Linked DNA regions of Mus musculus: region 2 is linked to region 1. A link is a contact called in public HiChIP or PLAC-seq data. All regions are on one chromosome and are shown on one strand. The core of a region is the stretch at or near the end of the contact, and the rest is flanking DNA. Distances in the headings are between cores, read along the strand shown.

What was found. HiChIP or PLAC-seq counts read pairs in DNA pulled down with a chosen protein or histone mark.
Region 2: a contact with region 1 is called in a FOXA1 HiChIP or PLAC-seq map of pancreatic cancer cells. The contact joins two enhancer-like sites.

What each region holds. Positions count from the first base shown.
Region 1 is chr2:131,384,734-131,389,263 of GRCm38.p6, forward strand. No RefSeq gene overlaps it. Among named protein-coding and RNA genes, the nearest start is that of Rnf24, 34 kb to the left of the region's middle. Within about 2 kb of position 1,843, at least 41 of the 459 cell types and tissues checked have an H3K27ac peak or open chromatin away from gene starts, as enhancers often do. A contact at or near this core is called in pancreatic cancer cells, where this site is marked.
Region 2 is chr2:131,901,341-131,905,870 of GRCm38.p6, forward strand. It overlaps the pseudogene Lamr1-ps1. Among named protein-coding and RNA genes, the nearest start is that of Prn, 6.3 kb to the right of the region's middle. Within about 2 kb of position 1,976, at least 167 of the 459 cell types and tissues checked have an H3K27ac peak or open chromatin away from gene starts, as enhancers often do. A contact at or near this core is called in pancreatic cancer cells, where this site is marked.

The DNA of each region.
Region 1 (4,530 bases), core at 593-3,092:
ATATCCATTTCTTGAGAATAAACATTGTTTAGATCTGGAAATCCCCTACTCCCCCCTTCTCCTTTCTCCCCTGAGGGCCTATAAAAACTGGGACCTCTTTCCCCTCGAGGTCGACTCCTCTACCCCTGTGTGGGATATGAGTCATCCCCAGAGCTCTGGCTTTCCCCGAATAAAGCCTCATGTGGTTTGCAACAAGCTCGGTCTATCGTGAGTTCTTGGGTGTCCGCTATTGTCCTGAGACCTGAGCGAGGGGCTCCTCTAGGAGTCTTTCAAGAGCAGGAGAAAGAACAACCTTGAGGAGACACCAGTGTGGTAATGCCGACCTCCTAGGGCTGTTGGAGAATTTCGATGCATGAATGTGTATCTGGACTTAGAGCAGATCCTGGCTTACAGCAGGTGCTGTGTTCAGGAGTACAATGAACTCTGACAGGAAGACAGAACATATATCTTATGTGTTAAGCTTACCCTTTCCCCTTAAAAGTCATAAAAAGAAAAAGAGGGAAGATACTTATTTGTTTTCAGGAGATGATGCTTGCAATAGGTAAGAACGGGGTTATCGCAGAGGCAGAGTGAGATGCGGGGGGAGAAACTGACACAGCATCTTGGAAGCAGATGGAGCCACTGTGGGAGAAGAACTGGGGGTGCAGCTACTTGTCAGAGCACTTGCCTAGCATGCAGGGAGGTTGGGGGGAGGGCAGAGAGAGAGAGAGGGAGAGAGAGAGGGAGAGAGAGAGAGAGGCAGGCCTTGGTTCAAGATGCTAAGTGCAATGAAAGAGTCTTGTGAGCCCCAAGAGGCAGTCGTGAGGCATCACTCACTCCACCAGGGTTGCCACATAAAAAGTGTTCCTAAAGGATACAGGGAGGAAAGAAGAAACATCGATGGGAACAGGGTCTGAGAGAATTAGAGAAAAATGAGAAATGCTTAACCTAAAAACCAGTGAAATTGTTAAAGGAGTGTACTGGTCACAGAGGATACAGTCTCACCACAGACTGGGTGACAGTCTTAATGTCTGGGTCAGGTGTCCTAGGGCAGAGGGGACAAGTTTGCTGTTTTCTATGAGTTTTGTTTAAACACAATTTCTTGGCAGTGAGGCAACTATTGCTGTCGTTCTGGTCTGTTTCTATCCCACCCCTTACTGTTTCTTTCCCCTTTATTTGAAAATGTGCAGAGGCCAAAATGGGTGGGCAGGGCTCTCTCCAATTAGGAGGGATGGTGGAGCCTCTCTTTGGCCTGAACCAAAGGCCTGGAAGAAGATGGGCTTATAAAGGATCTCATTAGGGCAGAGGAGATAGCCCAGACAGCTGGGGAAGTCTTTAATTCCAGCACTGGGAAAACAGAAGCAAGCAGATTTCTATGAGTTTGAGATCAGTCTGATCTACATAACTAACTACTTGTAGGACAGCCAGGGCTGTGTAGTAAGACCCGATCTCAAAAACAAATGACCTAAATTTTGGCCCCATTACCCATGTGAAAAGCTAGGTGTGTGTGTGCTCCTTATTCCAGCACTGGTAAGAAGTTACAGGGACCCCTGGAACTAGCTAGCCAACACTCTAGTCCAGCTGGTGAGCTCCAGGGTCCAGTGAGACAGCCTCTTTCAGAATAACCAAGGTGGCTGAGTTGTGAGGATCAGTCCTCGAGGTTGACCTTTGCCTCCATACTCATGTGGAAGCGTACACGCAGGCACCAGTGCACAGGTGTACACACACGGACTCAAAAATACTATGAAAGGATGGTCAGGAATTTCCCATGTGTCATTTGGGTATCATCGGGTTATTGGGTATATGGTCCTTTAGAAAGCTCAAAGTCTGGCTTCTGACTCATTGCAGGAACAGAAACAAGGTGAGTCACTGAGGAAGGAGCTCCAAAGAGCTGTCTATAGTGGTCTGACTAAGCGCTTTTAGGTGGGGATGCTCTTCGGGGTTCATTTGTTTAAAATATCAGTGTTTGTGTTCAGTCTTGGCCCCACCACTTGGCAGCTGTGTGACCTTGGGCTGGCTGCCGGCCCTCTCTAAGCCTTCATTTCCATCTTAGGCCAGAAGTGATGACTTCGGAGGATTTGCCTGGAAATGACCTGACGGGTCAACAGCTGCCCTGAGGAGAACAGTATGGGGATGAGGTCACCAACTTCCAAAGTCAAATCCTTCCATTTCCCTCAGGAATATCTTACTTGGCACCCTGGTGAGCTGCAGGGCAGGAGCTGCTGACATCACAGCATTTTAGTTTCTCAGGGCTGTGAAGAACAGTGGCTGTCAATCACAGACATTCACCTTCGTCCACCCTGGAGGCTCCAAGTCCAATGCCACAGTGTTGGTGGCTGCTGCTCTCTCCCGGGCTCTGAGAGGGAATCCATTCAATCCATTCCAGGTCCCTTCCTGAGTTTCTCGTGCCACCAGCAATCCTCAACACTGGTTAGCTGGCAGCTGTGTCACTCCAGCCCCTTCCTCTGCTGTCATGTAGCCTAGCATGTGCCTGGGTGACTCTCTTCCTATGGTTCCTTGTGTGTAGACACACCCGAGTTTCCCTTTGAGAAGGAAAGGGGTCATATTGGATTAGGATCCACTACAATGGCTACTCTTAGTTTGATGGGATTGAGACTGTAGGATTGCTTTTGAGAACACAATTTATGCCATGATGCTTTGCCCATGACTCCGTAATTCCACTATTAGGACTATAACAACAACAACAATGACAACAACAAAATTTTTGGTCCCTACAAAAGTATATAACAGAACTTTCTTAGTAACTTCATTTTTTACAGTCCCAAACTGAACACCAGTCAAAGGTTCATCAATAAGTCAGTTTTTAGCTGGACTTGTATTCACACACAGAGTAGCTCTCAGCAATAAAACAAAAACAAAAACAAAAACAAAAAACAGCTGCTGCCAGGTGGTGGTGGCATACGCCTTTAATCCCAGCACTTGGGAGGCAGAGACAGGTGGATTTCTGAGTTTGAGGCCAGCCTGGTCTACAAAGTGAGTTCCAGGACAGCCAGGGCTGTACAGAGAAACCCTGTCTCAGGGGAAAAAAAAAAAAAAAACAAACCCAAAACCAGCTGCTGATAGGAGCTGAAACATGAATGAGTGTGCCCTGTAATTCTATTTGTGTGATCTTTAAAGAAGATGAACTAGGCTTCTAGGCCAAGGAAGGTAGTAAAGGGGCAAACCGAAGTGTTTGGGGGTGGCTTTGGGGTGCTTCATCTGAGGAGATATTAGCTGAGGTACTAGAAACTATAATGGCACTTAACATCAGGCATGGAGCCAGGTGGGTAAGGGCCGTTGTTCTGCAAACCCAAGGAGCTGAGTTCACATCCTCATATAAAAAGTCAGTCATGGCTGGACCTGCCTATGACCCCTGTGCTGGGGTGAGGAGAAGAACAGATCCTGAGAGCTCTGAGAGTCCAGATTGGCCAAAACTGCAAGCTTGTGGTTTTACTGAGTGGCCCTGTCTCAAAGGCAAAAAGGAGGAAAGCTGTTGAGGAAGGCACCTAAGGCCCTGGCCACAAACATGCACACAACTGTACTTACCCATACATACCACATAACACACTAACACACACACACACACACACACACACACACACCATATACCACACACATACCATATACCACACACACATCAATCACATAACATATGCACATTCCATATGCCATATATATATATATGCCACTCACATCCTACGTAACACATATACATACACACACATACCATATAACACATATACACTATACACACATACCACATAATACACACAACATATACACACACCACATACCAACATACCACACACACACACACACACACACACATGAAAACCAACAGATTTCTATAGCTTGCGTTCACGTGCCAATCATTAGATCTTGTGTAAGAATAGGTAAGCTCTCACAAGGATTCTACTGAGTTAGAGGCCCAGGTCCTGAATGGCATGGATCGTGCTAGAAATAAACTGTACTGTGAGGTCCTTAGGATATTCCTCTGCAGTGCTCTCCTTGGACAGGATTTCACATAATCAAGTGATACTAACTTCACTCCAGTGCCCTATGTCCTGTAGAAATGTCCGAGTGCTCTGTGCTCTCGTTTTGTCACCTCTAACATGGATATGCACACTGCAAGAGCAGTGTGAAAAGCCAGCAAGTGTGGTGGTGCACGCTCTTAATCCCAGCACTCCAGAGGCAGAGGCAGGTGGATCTCTGTGAAACTGAGACCAGTCTGGTCTACAGTGCGAATTCCAGAACAGCCAGGGCTATGCAAAGAAACCCTGTCTCAAAAGAGGAGCGTGAACATAGTGGTGCATATGTCCTTATTACCAGTTGGATCATCTTCTATGTATATGCCCAGGAGAGGTATTGCTGGCTCTTCGGGTAGTACTATGTCCAGTTTTCTGAGGAACCTCCAGACTGATTTCCAGAGTGGTTGTACAAGCTTGCAGTCCCACCAACAATGGAGGAGTGTTCCTCTTTTTCCACATCCTCGCCAGCATCTGCTGTCACCTGAATTTTTGATCCTAGCCATTCTGACTGGTGTGAGGTGGA
Region 2 (4,530 bases), core at 726-3,225, 520 kb after region 1:
ACACCCAGAACAACCTTTTGATCATGTAAATTTGAATTACTAAATATAATTTTGTATGCATCCAAATGCCAACACTTTAAAAACTAAGAAGTAATACCAAAGCCGTGAAAACATGTGTTCTCGACACTGTTAGCAGAAAGCAAATGGTGTACTTCTGCTAGGAAATTTCACAGTTTCAAGGTTTTATGAACTCACTCGTAGTCATCAGTCTACTAACTATTTACACAAAAGGGAAATGTATATACGAACAAGGAAGACTTTACTACAGAAGCACAAACTTTTGATTTGGGGATGGAAGCTGAGGAGCACCTCATCTAAGCTCAGGGCATAAGACACTCTACTTCTCAATTTTTCATAGTTTAGATGTGTTTTGTCCGTTTCCCCCCAACCCCCCCCCAAGGGCCAATGCATTGGACGCTTACTTCATAAAGTGCCAATGATAGCAAGTGGTATGGACCTTTAAGAGGATACGGATAGGCCGTCAAGAACTCTGTCCACAAGAGGTCGTTATCCAAGAACTCTGAGTCTCCAGGTTCTCACAGAACAAATCAGAGGAGTGAGGCCAACGCCCCAAAGCACTTTTTCTAGCTTCTTGTCTCACTGTGTCATGTCTCCCTTTGCACACATTCCTGTCACCAAGGCCTCTTCCTCAGGAGAATCCAGTGCAGTGTCTCTTACCCTTCAGAACTATGAACCAGAATAGTCCATTTTTCTTTGTAAAGCAACTCAACCTCTGGGTGTTTCCTTATAATGACACTATATTGCTTGTAATGTATACTGCCTTTGGTCTGGCTATTTGCTGACATGGCTTCTCCATCAAACTTGTATCACTCTCTTGATTCAGTTGCTATAGAGGCCCCATGACTTTGTCACACACTTACACCCAATCACTGTTTTTACCAAGATGTCTCCTATAAATTAAGAGTGGCTCTCCTCTAACTTCTCAGCCCAAACCATAGAAACTCAATGTTTTGGTGGCAAATGTCTCAGGCTACAATTCACATTTGACAAACTTCCCTTCATCTAGGGATTTAACATTCATGCCATTATTCAGATAACATTATTGAAAGATTATCCTTGTGTTCCCATGTTCTTTCCCCATTTCCCCTTTTGTCTCCTCCCATCCTATCCCTCATCCTCTGGTCATTTTCAATAGATTTGGATCCTGTAGGATTCCTTGAAAATGTGCAAACAATTCTAAGACTTTATATCAGCTTAGTGGATATGAATGTCAGGAATGTAAACTAGTCCTCTCTTGCTTCCTTCACGGCAGATGGCTTCCCTCCCAGGATGCTTAGGGATGGGGATAAATCCTGGAAGTGAGAGGTTTTTGTCAAGGGGCCTAGGAGAAAAAGGAAGAGGACTCAGGGAGACACTCAGATGAAAAGACAAACGCCTCATGTCCTCCATACTTTTGGCAGAGAGAGAAACGGAGGAGGAGGAGGAGGAGGAGGAGGAGGAGGAGGAGGAGGAGGAGGAGGAGATGAAGCTACCAGAATTCAGGAGGATACAAGGCTCAAGAGGGCAGCTGCTATTTCTGGATCCGTAGTCACCACTGGAGGCTGTCTCAGAGGAATGGAAGCCAGGAGCACGAGATTCCCCTGCACTCAGGCTGCAGACAGTTCCCAGGGTGAGGCCTGGAATGTGTCTCCCTGGCAGGTTACTGTGTCTTGACTGCAGACTGAGTCATGAGTGCGTGGAGGGTGGAGAACAAGGCTGTTTCCGAACCTTTTTGTTGCCAGTACCTTCAGGAGAACTCACACGTCAGAGGAAAATACGTGGTATTTAATCCATTTCCCTAGTGTTTCACCGGTACTGAGGCAGAAAAGCCTTGTGCGGTAAAAGGGAAACCACTTCCCCTACAGAGAGTAGATGCTGCTACACAAAAAAGGAAAGTGTGTGCTCCCTTCACAGTCTCTATCCTGGGTGCCTCAGCCCCAGCGGTGTGCCAGATTAACACTTTATTACATCTAAGGTTCTGTTCCCCAGGGCATGGTGACACACACTTGGGCAAAGTCAGGAGGGTTGTTGTGAGCTCAAGGCCAGCCTGGGTTATGTATTCTATCTAACTGATCTAACTGAGGGGAGAGGGGTCTCAGAATATGGCTTAATGTTGGAGTAATTTCCTAGCAAGTTACGGATCCTAGATTCTGTGCTGCCCTCTCCCCCCTCCCCACAAAATACTTAAAATGTAATTTAAAAAAAAAAATTATCCCAGGAGTGGATGTTTGCCTTCATTAGGTTTCTTTATTGCTGTCAAGAGACACCATGACCACAGCAACTCTTATTAAATAAATAAATAAATAAATAAATAAACAAAAAGTAAACAACTAATTAGGGTTAGCTTACACTTCAGAGTTTTTTAGTCCATTATCTTTATAGTAGGAAACATGGTGGCGTGCAGACAGACATGGTACTAGGGAAGGAGCTGAGAGTTCTACATCTGGATCCAAAGGCAGCAAAAAGGCAGAGAGGGTGATACTGGGCCTGGCTTAAGCATTTGAAACTTCAAAGCTCACCCCCAATTACACACTTCTTCCAACAAGTCCACACCTCCTAATTAGTGCCACTCTCTGTGGGCCTACGGAGAGTATTTTCATTCTAACTACCACAGTTGCTGAGGAATTTAATTAAAACTACAACCTTATCCCAACCTAGATCTTTCAGCCTTTCTGTACTACCAGAGAGGGGTCATACAGCATTGTTGTGACTCCCATTATAACTTAAAGGGAAGCTCACACAAAGTCCAGAGCCCTCCATACCCTGCAAATGAAGAAGTACGTTCTCAAATCCCTTGGAGCAGGGCCCCACTTTGGCGGCACAAACTTTAATTTCTAGACGGAATGGCATCTCTACAGAAAGAAAAGCCATGGTATCTGCATGATAAGTCTGAAAAGGACCTGGGCAAATCTGCAGCTGACATTTCCAGCCATTGCTGCCACTTCGAGAAAACCCTGCTGATGTCAGCATTGTCAGCATCATCTCCTCCAGGAACACCGGCCATCGAGCCACAAGGACAATTGTTGCCGCTGGAGTCAATTCATCTGCCAGCCACATCATACTCTGGGACCGTCACTAACCAGATCCAAGCAGCCTTGAGGAAGCATGTCTTCTGGTGGTGACTGATCCCAAGGGCTGACAACAAGGTCCTCACAGAGGCATCTTATGTCAACCTATCTACCATGCACGGTATAAGACACATTCTCCTCTGCGCTGTGTGGACACTGCCATCACACGCAACAGAAAGGAAACTCACTCACTGTGTCTGATGTGGTGGTGCTTGTTAGGGGAGTTCTGGGCATGTATGGCACCATCGCCCATGAGGACTCCTGTGGGGTCATGCCCACTCTACTCCTCTAGAGACCATGAAGAGATGGAGAGGGGAGAGCAAGCACAGATGACAGGCTAGAACTAAAGAGGAGTGTCAGGTGAGCGGACCTGAACTCACGGCTGCTCAGCCTGAAGTGGTGTGGCCATCTGCATCTGGTCTGAAGGTGCGTGGATACCCTCTGTGCCCGTCCAGAAGTTTCCTACTGAAGACAGAAATGCCTGTCCAGTCATGGAAGAATGATTGGCAGTTCCCACTTCTCAGACCACTGAATGGGTCAGAACAACTACTGGGTGACCCTAAGGTATTCTTCAGCAGATATGTGTGAAAAATGGAAAGAAGATGGGTAGAAATAAATGGTTTTAGAGGAAAAAAACTCTCACAAAGATATTATAAAAAGAAAAGAGCTTTATTATTGAGCAAGCATTCAACCAGAATGTGATGCACACCACAGGCAGTCTGCTAAGGGAGTGTGCAGACAGGAGGAGTGTCGCCCTTTATGTGAGCCAGTAGATAAGGATGCTGTGCGTGTTTTTAGTAACTGGTCTTCAGCTTGACAGCACCATTTATCACATGGTTTAACCTAAATTCATCTGGCGAATGAGGCTGTCACGTACTTCCTGATTAGCTTTATCTGAAATGAGACAAGCTTCACATGTTCACGGCAGGAGGTAATCCTGCTGCTTAGAGAACAGGGTCCATCCAAGCCAGGCTCCTTCTCCCACCAACACAGGTGGTTGAAGAGCCATCTTTCCCTGGTGTGTGTGTTTCAGAGATGGCTCCCAGGTTTTTGGTTTGGTTTGAATTGGGTTTTGGTTTTCTTACTCTAGCCCAGACTAGCTTGGAATTCTCTGGAAAGCTGCAACGGGGAGCTCAGGTTCAGTGAGAGATCCTGTCTCAAAAAGCAGGGTGAGAAGTGATTGAGGAAGACACCCCAGTGTCAACCTCTGACCTCCATATGTGCATGCATGGACACGCATGGATACACACACACACACACACACACACACACACACACACACACAAAACCAGAAAGAATGAACGCCCCCCCCCCTCCCAGCTTGTTTACAGTAGATACAGAGCACTCGTAAAACATGGGGTGTAAACTGAATGCTGAGAGTAACTTAGATGAGTAATTAAGGAAGGAAGAGGAAAGAAACCAGGAAACCGAGAGCAAGTGACTGGAAGATCGTTAGGCAATC